2 separate regions of the Hordeum vulgare genome follow, and region 2 is linked to region 1. The links are chromatin contacts, called in public Hi-C maps. All regions are on one chromosome and are shown on one strand. The core of a region is the stretch at or near the end of the contact, and the rest is flanking DNA. Distances in the headings are between cores, read along the strand shown.

Region 1 (5,335 bases), core at 1,888-4,387:
ATATTAGTTTACGAAAGGAGTCTCGATTTTGGCTATTGTGGCTTGTGGATGCATTGTAATGCCTTGTCGACTGATGGCTTTATTAATTGAAAGTTAGGCTCATCTCCATCCTTCTTTCTAAAGTATTTTTTAAAACATATATACTTTTTAATTCGTTCAAGCATTTTTCTATACCATTTTTCTGAAATAATTTCTTATTCTTTTTGCAAACAACATTTATAGTTTTAAAATATATGAAAACTTATCATTTGTAAAGAAAACAAAAACATACTATGTGTTAGCTTACCATTTACATTTGGTTCATGCGGTGGCACTTTTGCTCGTACATAAGGCGGGCAATAGAGCATCCGCCGCAATGGGCCCAAAACAATATTTCCGCTGCATAAAATCCTTTGACGACCGCTTGATAGCTTACTAAGGTTGGCCAGTCCATTTAGTCATGGAAGCATTCACAATGTATCCAGCGGAATTGGTTTGAGGAAGGTATTGTCTATTGTTAGGAACCACTTGTAAGGTTCTATTTTCCTGGTATTTTGGTTTTATATTGTTAATTATTTGTTCACTATATATTGTTTTATTTTTATTTTCATTTTTATTCTTTCTTTCTTCAATTTCTGATCATTTTTAAACCCATAAGTATATTTAGAATTTTTCAACAATAATTCACGAAGATTTTTTGATTTTTTTTTGAAATTTCGAATGTCTTTAAAAATTCATACTATATAAGAATTCAGGAACATTTTTCAAATACATGAATGCTTACCAAATTCTTGATTTTTTAGGAATTTATGAATCTTATTTTTTAGCATTTTTATAATGCACAAATATTTTTAAGTCATGAACTCTTTTTAAATACATGGACATTATTTTCAATTTTTTAACTGACTTTTGAAGTCCATGAACATTTCTGAAATTACTTTATAGGGAACCTTTCTGAAGGGTTCCTGAACCAATTATAAAAAATAAATTTAATATTTTTTGAAATTTCAATTCGATTTTAGTTTTTTAATCATTTTATGTAAAAATGAAATAAGTAACAAATGTTATCGTTTTTTAAAATGTTCACTTTGCCAAATTTTATTCGCGTTCTAAGAAAATCACCATACCTGTTTCTAAAAAGTTGGGAATATGAAAAATAACTTTTCAAAAATGTTAATGTTTTAAAAGGTGTTCGAATTTCAAATATTTTTATTGTTTTTTTTAAACTTCCTTAATTTCCGAACAAAAATTGGAACTTCAAAATTTTTCCAATTTTGAAAAGCAAATTCCGGTTCTAAGAAAATTTTCAGTGTTCCAAAAATTGTGCACTAATTTTGGAAATTGTCCACAATCTTGAAAAATATTTCGGGTTGTTTAAAAAATTGTATTATAATATTTGGAATTTAAATAAATCAGTAATATTTTCAAATTGTTCGCTTTTTCTAAAAAATGTTCGCCAATCTTCAGAAAATATTTTTCTTTTATAAAAAAGTACTGTTATAGTAACTTGCGACCGTGACACAGGACCCCATGCTAAGAACTGTTAATGGGGTGGCCTAGTCGAGTCGCGCTATACGTCCGGCTGCTATTGGTCACAATGAGCCTCGAATAGGAGCTCTTGAAACAATATTCGTTCTTGAGCGAACTGAGCGAGCACTCGTTGTTTTGCGCTAAGCCATGCCCATTTCCTAGATGGATGTCAGCAGCCGCCAACAGGGATCCCCAATATGCCGCACGTTGTTCCACACTTTCCATGGGAGTTAACGTACATTTCGTCGGAAAACCCTATATGCCGCACGTTGCGTCAATTTGTCGAGCAATAGCATAGGGATTGACAAGCTAGCGATGACCTGGGCCAGCCGGTTCAGCACTTCGTTGATCCCGGTTTCCAGCCGGTTTTTCCGGTTTTTGGAACATTCTAGAAGATTTCTTGAACCGTTTTTTTAATTTTCTTTTTCTTTATTCTTTTTTTTCTTTTTTTGTTTCCAAAATGTTCTAAATTTTCGAAAAGTATTCCAAAATTAAAAAAATGGTTCTGAATCTAAAAAGTTTATTCTGGAACTTTAAAAATATTCCGAAATTTGAAAAAATATTTCAGAATTTTAAAAAATGTTTCTAAATCTAAGAAAATGTACCGGAGTTCGAAACAACGTTCCATAATTTCAAAAAAATGTTCCGGAATTTGAAAAATTGTTCCAGAATTTGAAAAGTGTTCGAAACTTCGAAAAAATGTTCCAGAATTTGAAGAAAATGTTTCAGAATTTGAATAATTATTTCGGAAATAGAAAAATGTTCCGAAATTTGAAAAAAAATTCTGAAATTTGAAAAAATATTCTGGAATTTGAAAAATGTTCCGAAATTTGATAAAGTGTTCCGGAATTTAAAACAACGTTCCGGAATTTGAAACAAAGTTCCGGAATTTGAAAAAATGTTCCGGAATTTGAAAAATCTTTCGGAATTTAAAAAATGTTATGGAATTTGGAAAAATGTACTCATATTTGAAACAATGCTCCAGAATTTGAACAAAATTCCGGAATTTTAAAAAATGCTAAAAGGAAACATAAAATTGTCGGAATTATTTTTCGAAAAAGGTTTGGGATTTCTAATAATTGCGGCATTACAAAACTGTTCCTAATTTGTTAAAATGTTCGTGCTTCGAAATTGTGTTCATGCTTGAAAAATGTGTTCGTGCTTTTAAATTTGTTCGGGATTTTTCAAAATTGTTCTCGTTTTCAAAATTTTGTTCTCAAGAATCAACAAATGTTCACGCTTCCCAATTTATTCATGTTTGTTGAATTGTTTTCTTTAAATTCGAAAAATGTTTTTTGCTTGAAGTAAAAAATCAAAGGAAAAAAGAAAAAAAAACGATAATTTCTTGCTTCCTTTGAGTTGTAAAGAAGGTTGAAACAGAAAAATCAGTTTGTAAACAAAATGGACACCAGCAGAATCAATGAGAGTTTCTTGTTTACTGTTCCCAGTTAAAACGCCCTGAAGTCTGTGAGGAACAAATACACCCGAAAAAAGAGAAAACAGAGTAATACTTCCAAACAGACGAAACAGGTGAAACACGCGCCAGAAACAGTTACAAAAACTTGCAGGCCACAAAGCCCACGAAGGACGCGCCTCTATGCGGAGTGACAGCAATTTGACGCTTATCACATCCAAAAGGAGGTCCCATTTCGTCAACCCATGCCCGAATCGCTTGAAACTGGGCCGGTCCAGCTAGATTGAAGTGCGTAGAAAACAGTTTCCTCTCTCAGCCATTTTTCTTTCCTTTTTGTTGTTTAGGTTTTCCAGGACCAGTTTTATTTGGTTTTCTATTTTATTTCTTACCCTATTTACTTTTGCATTATTTATTTATTTTTTGCTTTTTTCTTGTTCCTTCTTTTAAATTCATCATATTTTTTGAATGCACGGATTTTTTTTATAATTCTGAAAGAAAAATCAAATACTTGTTTTTTTAAAAAGATGTACTTTATTCATATTCGTAATTATTTTTTGAAATTTTTCGATTTATCCTATTGAATATCTTTTTGGAATTTTACATTTTTTTTAAAACTCGTGAATTCAAAATTATGTTTTGATTTAGAAACAAAATAGATCTTTTTTGTATTTTTCAAAGACTTTTTCTAAGCGGGGACAAATTGAAACGACCATAGTGAAGAATCTTACTATCCATTTTGTAGCTGCCAGTAAATTGCCCATACGATGTAAATTTATTTGAATAGAGATAGATAATCTTAAAAGGGTGAGAGATTTTTTTTTAAAATGCCCCCTTCTTCATTCCACATGGGGGTGGTCCACAGTTTTTATAACAACACCTCTTATTTCGGGGCATTTACCTAACTTTTTGTCTTATCCCTAAACTATTTTTAATGTCTAATTAGAGCAGGAATTTATTTTAATTAAGAAGTTAAGCTTGTTGCTTTTTATTTTACTAGAGATGAAGCCAGGCTATATCCATTTACTCACTAGACCTAGAAAATAGTTATTTTGGATTCCTTTCAAAAAAAAACAAGATAACTGTTGACCGAAAGTGAACCATAGTGACGCTTCAATGGGCCGGCACATATCTGCACATGCATGGCGGACAGAGCCCCTAACCGAGACAGAACCGCAGAAGGCGCTGATTAGAAGATATCAACAAGACAACAAGGATTTGTATTGACGATGGATATCATCAGCGAGTTTAAGTCTCGCTTCTTGCGTGATACAAGACCGCTTCGTCTACAGCGAGACGATATTGAGCCGGCTCAGTAACTATGTATTCTATCATGCTGACATCATGCTTTTGTCATGCACATAATTTATTCCTTTTTTGTATATTCGAAAACACTAAATACATCAAATATGAAAAAATAGGTGACAACTAAAAAATATTCACGCGATCCAAAAAGTGTACATGTCAGTTAAAAAATGTTATCCATGCAAAAAATATGTGTTCGTAATTCAAAACAAATGTTCGTTATCATTAAAGAATGTTTACCTTGCATTAAAAGAGCACATGCATATGAAAATATTTATGTGAAGCTCTTTAAACATGTTTATAAAATTTAGAAAATATATTCAGGTGGTTTTAAAAATATTTCATATCATTAATAAAATGTTTACTTATGTTTTTAAAATACTTAACACATATAAAAATGTGAAAATCATTAAAATGTAAATCATGTATTTAAAAAATGTTAGATAAATATGAAGAAACTATATGTATACGGGAAATTTAAAATATTTGTGAAAAAGTAGACTTAACACGTATATTTTAAAATTATTAATTATGTATCATGAACATGTTAAACATATATAAAAATTGTTTTGCAGCTTACAAAAAATGCATAATATATATGAAAAAATTAGACATGTGTTTTTTTATATGAAAAAATTAGACATGTGTTGAAACAGAGAAATAAAAGAAATAAAGATAAAACAAAAGATAAAAATAAATAAAACCAAAAAATAAAAAGAAAAGAAAAAAAGGAAAATCAGAGGAAATTGAACAAATTTGTTCTCAATAGACAAGTAAGATTTGCGCAACTAAAATGTTGGGCTGGTCCAAATGAGGCCGCACCGTAGGTGATTTCTAATTGGAACCACTACGAGCCGAAATAAGCTCTCGCAACATATCATTGTCCCGTCTGCTACGGTTGCACTATCGTTATGTTTGTGCGTCCATGAGGCGTGTCAAAAGGCCGAAGGGGTCAATGGGTTTGTCACAATCTAGCTGGTTGCAAAGAGAGCAACTAACCGATGAGTACTCTTTCTTGAGCCCGTCTAAAGGTAACTTCGGGATGGACTGGGAGCATGCCACTTGACACGTTCTCATCGTCGTCATGAGTCGCGTTCTGTGTGTTTTATT
Region 2 (5,335 bases), core at 844-3,343, 250 kb before region 1:
ATAGTTATAAAATAGCTGTTGCTAAACTTTGCCGCCTAAGATATATAATGATATGGCAATAAATAAATGAGGAGGAAGAGAAAAATTATAGTATGTAGATTAGCCAACAGCTCTTGCACAAGCTCCAAGGTTACATAGGAGAGCAATTGCATTTATTCCCTCTTCTCCTATTGGATAATTTAGATGCAACCATTGGAGTAGTTGTATGATCCTTTGTTGGTTAATGACATGGACAATTTTACCAACAAGACTACATACTCCCTCCATCCATATATATAGAGCCTAATGCATTTTTCGAGATTGCCTTTGACTATTGATAAGATTAATAGTATATGAAATGTATAATGTGAAAATTATATCATTGAAAGCTCCTTTCACATACGAACTTGAGGATATGCTTTGTGTAACTTGCATGTCATATATTATTGCTTTAACATATGATCAAAATTAGCCTCGAAAAACACATTAGACCCTATATATATGGATAGAGGGAGTACAAACTATTGGAAATGCCCTTAGGTCAACTCCAGCGCACGACCACATCCTGTTCGTCCTGTCCGTTTGGAGCAAAATGGACAAACCCCACGGCCCAGCGCGCGTCGCCGTGGACGCATATGGTCCGTTTTGTGTCTAGGTCGGCCCATTTCCGGCGCAAACATGCGCCCGGCTTGGGTCCTGGCGGACAGCGAGCAGACGCGCTCGAGCCCTTCTCTCGTCCACATCAGGGACGCGTGGCAGGAGGACACCTACCTCCCACCGTCCGTATTTACTGCGCACGTCCGGTAGGCCCTGCCTGTCATCCATTCTGGCGGGCGGTTGTCGTTCTTCTTAAATGGGGGAAACCGTGGACCGGCACACGCAGACGCGTCCACTCCACTGCCTCCTCGGGACCGACACCAAGCCCTAACTCTCTGACCGCCGACAACAATGGGGTGATGGAGCACCGACGGCAAGGGGAAGGGGGAGCACGACCAAGAGGTTGGGTCCTCGTTCGGCCGCCGTCGCGGCGCAAGCGAGCTGCACCGTTCTTCTCCTCTGTGACGGTCTGCTCCAACAGCCTTCTCCATTGCCCCTCCGGACGCCTCGGCGCGCTCCCGGCAGTACGTCCAAGCGGATGTGTGCCGTCGCTACTGGGAGACAAGACGCCGCTCCCGTGGAGCGACGTCCACTTGCCGAACAACTGGCAACTATTCGCCCATCGGGTGCCGATTCCACCGGTGCTAACGAGTGGTCGTGCCCATCGCAACGAGATCCAACGCCGTCGACGTCGCCTCCCCGACGACCTCTACTACGACCCGAGGTACGCCGTGGATTCCCCTTTGTGGGACACTTGGTTTAGCGATGAGCACGATCTGCACGCGCACGTCCTACTTTACCGGCGAACACAACAACCAGCGGCCACGAAACAATGCTTTTATTAGTGTTTGCATTTTATTTACATTTTTCTGATATTTTTTTGTTTATTACAAAAAAATTAAATGCCGAACGATTTGGGGTTCAACCATGGGTTAGACACACGGACCCGACTACGGACCGTTCCAGATATGGACAGCTTCATTGTCGTCCCGATCGCACAGAATGCAATTCAAACAAACGTCCGGATGGAATCGCACTATCACATTGAGCCACATGAACGACTTTTCGAGCTTATCACCTTCTACACCCCTCCTGGACCCATATCTTACCATTAACAGCCACTACAGCCAGAGGACAACGGCTACCCCATCGATGCATTCACCCGCGACAGCGACGCCGCCGCACCAATCGGCCAGCCCGGAAAGCGTAGAGAAAAGAGCAACCGGCCGCTGCCCTGCCCGCCCGTCCACCCACGCGGCCAGGAGATCCGATGCCGGAGCTGGTGCCGCGACTCCGGGTCACACAAGAAAGAAGAAACCACGGGTCCAGATGCGCGCCGTGGCATCGTGTCGCTCGCGCCCGGCCCTACGGATTACGATTCCTTTGACCGCACTCACTTCAGCAACGACTGTGACACTGATGGTAACAATTGATGATAATTTGAGTTGATGATAAGCATGTACTATGAACCCGGTGGGAAATTTCTACACGAAGAATGAATAGTAACCTTCGGAGAAAAGGCGGCAAGAACTTGCGGTTGCGGTAGATAGTAGAATTATATAAGCAGCAAAGCCGACCAAGCCACTCTGGAGTCTGGAGTAGGAGCAGTAGTAGCATTTCAGCGTGTATAAAAAGTCAAGAAGCTTCCCCTCTCGACGCTTGTTAGCTCAGCTCCGACTCCAACCACCGTCGACCTCACCGCCCGGAAATCTATGGCCTACACCTCCTCCCTCCACCTCTCCAAGCACCTCCTCCTCCCCAAGCCCCACCGCGCCAGACCTTCCTCCTCCAGGTCGCCGTCCTTCGTCCGGGCGGCCAGGGCCGTCAACGGCGCCCCGCACGTAAACGGGCACTCCAAGAAAGCGCCCAACGGCAAGGTACAGATCAACGGCGCCGGCGCCGACGGCAAGAAGGGGCCCGGCGTCATAAACGGGAAGACGCACGTGAACGGCCATGACCGGATCCACCTGTCGGTGACCACGGGCGGAGGGGGCCAGGACGGGACGGGCCTCCGCGTGGCGTACCAGGGCGCGCCGGGCGCGTACAGCGAGTTCGCGGCCAAGACGGCGCTGCCCGGGTGCGAGACCGTGCCGTGCCGGGCCTTCGCGGACGCGCTGGCGGCCGTGGACCGCGGCCTGGTCCACCGGGCGATCCTCCCCGTGGAGTCCACCATGGAGGGCACCGCGCTGCGGAACTACGACCTCCTGCTGCGGCACGACCTGGTGGTGGCGCAGGAGATCAACCTCTTCGTGCACTACTGCCTCCTCGCCATGCCCGGGGTGCGCGCCACCGAGGTGCGCCGGGTCATCAGCCACCCCATGGCGCTCGCGCACTGCGGCCGCGCCCTCGCGCGCCTCGGCGTCGACCGCGAGCCGGTCGAGGACACGGCCGGCGCCGTCGAGATGCTGCGGTCCAACATGATGCTCGACACGGCCGCCATCGCCAGCCCGCGCGCAGCCGACCTCTACGGCCTCGACGTCCTCGCGCACGGCCTGCAGGATGAGTCCTGGAACGTCACACGCTTCCTGCTGCTCTCTAAGCCGCCGTCGCCGGTCCCGGTCCCCGTGGACGCGGACGCCAAGACCAGCATGGTGGTCGCGCACCGGGGCGGGTCCATGGCGGTGGTGCTCAAGGTGCTCTCCGCTTTCTCCTCCCGCAACATCAACATGTCCAAGCTGGAGGTCATCAACAACGAAGGGGGCGTCGGCGAGCCGCGGCCGCCGGTGATGATCCTGGACACGGGCGCCCGCGGCGCGCCAACGTTGCGCGCGTTCCCGCACGTCCTCTACGTGGACTGCGAGGGCGCCGCCGACGACCCGCTCGTCCGCGAGGCCATCAAGGAGATCGAGAAATTCGCCGTGTTCGTCCGAGTTCTTGGCTGCTACGCCGCGGACACCAACGTCTACGATCTGCAATGAGGAGAACAGAAGAGTGATCCTCCCATCATAGTAGTGCAAGTGAAGTGATGGAATTAGCTAGTTCGACACAGTCGAATTGGAACTGGAATTGGACCTGGAAATTTCCATTATAGCACTCGAGCAGTGCATTCGCTGCTCAGCTGCCGCTACGCACTGGTATTTGTGTACAGATGCAATAAGACTCTTTCTTCTCTGCTGGTCTAGCTGTGTGATAGGTGTAAAATTGCTGCTGAGGCCTGATGCAGTAACAAAAGGATGTGTAAGATAGCATTATAATTTTACATGATTGTTGTAATTTTGTTGTGCTAGATCTGAGGGTAGAGTATGTCGTGTCACTGCTCCCTTCCTTGTGCATCTCGGTGTTCAACTTGTAGAGTACAGACCTTGGCACATTGAAGACTCTGGCTGTTCTTTCCAATAGCACAAGTAGGATTATGAATACTCTGTATCGATACAGGAATTTGTGCAATATTAGGATGGTGTGATCTGTATACGAGCTGAACTGTAGAGTTTGTAGTACTTTTGTGCAAAACAAATATGTTGAGTACCATAATTGTTTAGAAAACATAGATATACTAGGATTTGTTCCTGCCTAAACTTGTACTCCAAGATGACATGTATTTTTTATATATATGCTCATGAGGCTCAAGCAATACAACATATATTCCATCAATCCTCTATTCCCTCTCAATAGGGTATCTCTGGTAAGTTTTTTGACCTAACCGCTCCCATCGCTTCCGCCCCGTGCGTCGCCCTTGGGGCGGTCGGCCTCCATGATCGTCACCGGAGGCTGCCCCGTCCGTACCTAGGGTTCGTCTCCCAGTCGTGTTGACCGGTTGCTCTAAAGAGTCTTTTTCCGATCTCTTGATCCAGATTTTCTCTCTTTTGCTGGTCTCTTGATCAACGCTCTTCCTTTTTGGTTTCCGGTCTAAGATCGGTATGCTTCGTCCGCCGCCGTCGTCGACCACCGCGCCTCTATTCCGACATCAGTGCAATTCGGCCTCTATAACGACATGTCAGTCTCACGCGACGCGGCGGCCCCTTCTGACCGTCGACCGTGCGTCTTTTCGTCGTTGTCCTGCACCGATCGTCGCCACCCTTCTCCGACCGGGACTGCTTCATCACCATCCGCCTTCACCGTCGCTTCATACGTTCGCACACTGGCTGCGTCGGACGGCTCCCGAGTCTGGCCGCGTCGGCCTCGGGTCGGCTATGCCGGCCTCGCCGGCTGCCTCTAGCCGGCTCCTGTCGGCTGCGTCGGCCTCGTCGGCTGTTGGCCGACTACCGGCTACGACCGTCTGCCTCGTAGGCTCCCTTGGGCCGGCCGTGTCGGCCTCGTTGGCTGCCTCGGGCCGACTGGTAGCTGTCGGCTGCATCAGCCTCACCGGCTACCTCTGGCCGACTGCCGACTCCGGCTTCGATTGTCATCGGCGCCTTCATCTCGAACGCCGCCACACCGCCTCCATCGAGCGACGTCCCCGACCTCGCGCCCGGTCAGATTGATCACCCGCCCAACTGCGATCCACCTCAGCTACGCCGTACGACTGATCTGGCTCGTCGGTTGCACGCGCCTTCGCATGTCCAATTGTCCCGAGTAAAGCGCGCCCCTCCACCGATCAAGCACCGGAATGCCGATGTGTCGCCTCGTCGGGCCGCAGCGTCGCCGCCCCGTGGTTCTCCTCGCGGCTGCACCGACCCGCGACCCGCCGCTACTCCGCCCTTTTGGGATATAGCGCGGCGGCAAGCAGTCCCTGCCGCCGCCCGTGGCCCTCCCTGTGGCTGCACTGAGCCGCGCACCGCCGTTGCGTCGACCCTTCGGGCAGTAGATTCGCAGCACGCGG

Evidence for each region. Hi-C and Micro-C count contacts between places; a contact is called where the count stands out from the background.
Region 2: a Hi-C map of seedling shows a contact between it and region 1, with 2.9 times the contacts expected there. The contact joins the promoter of LOC123435209 here to the enhancer-like site in region 1. A contact is called at or near these places in 1 of 6 Hi-C or Micro-C datasets (seedling) and 1 of 1 datasets of contacts at active chromatin or transcription factors (embryo).

What each region holds. Positions count from the first base shown.
Region 1 is chr1H:343,522,508-343,527,842 of MorexV3_pseudomolecules_assembly, reverse strand. No RefSeq gene overlaps it. Among protein-coding and RNA genes, the nearest start is that of LOC123435209, 250 kb to the left of the region's middle. Within about 2 kb of position 3,137, at least 3 of the 3 cell types and tissues checked have open chromatin away from gene starts, as enhancers often do. A contact at or near this core is called in seedling, where this site is marked.
Region 2 is chr1H:343,776,463-343,781,797 of MorexV3_pseudomolecules_assembly, reverse strand. LOC123435209 (arogenate dehydratase 1-like) reads left to right here and starts at 2,093. Exons shown (of 1, transcript XM_045115558.1): 1 at 2,093-4,059. The coding sequence starts at 2,289. The coding sequence ends at 3,494.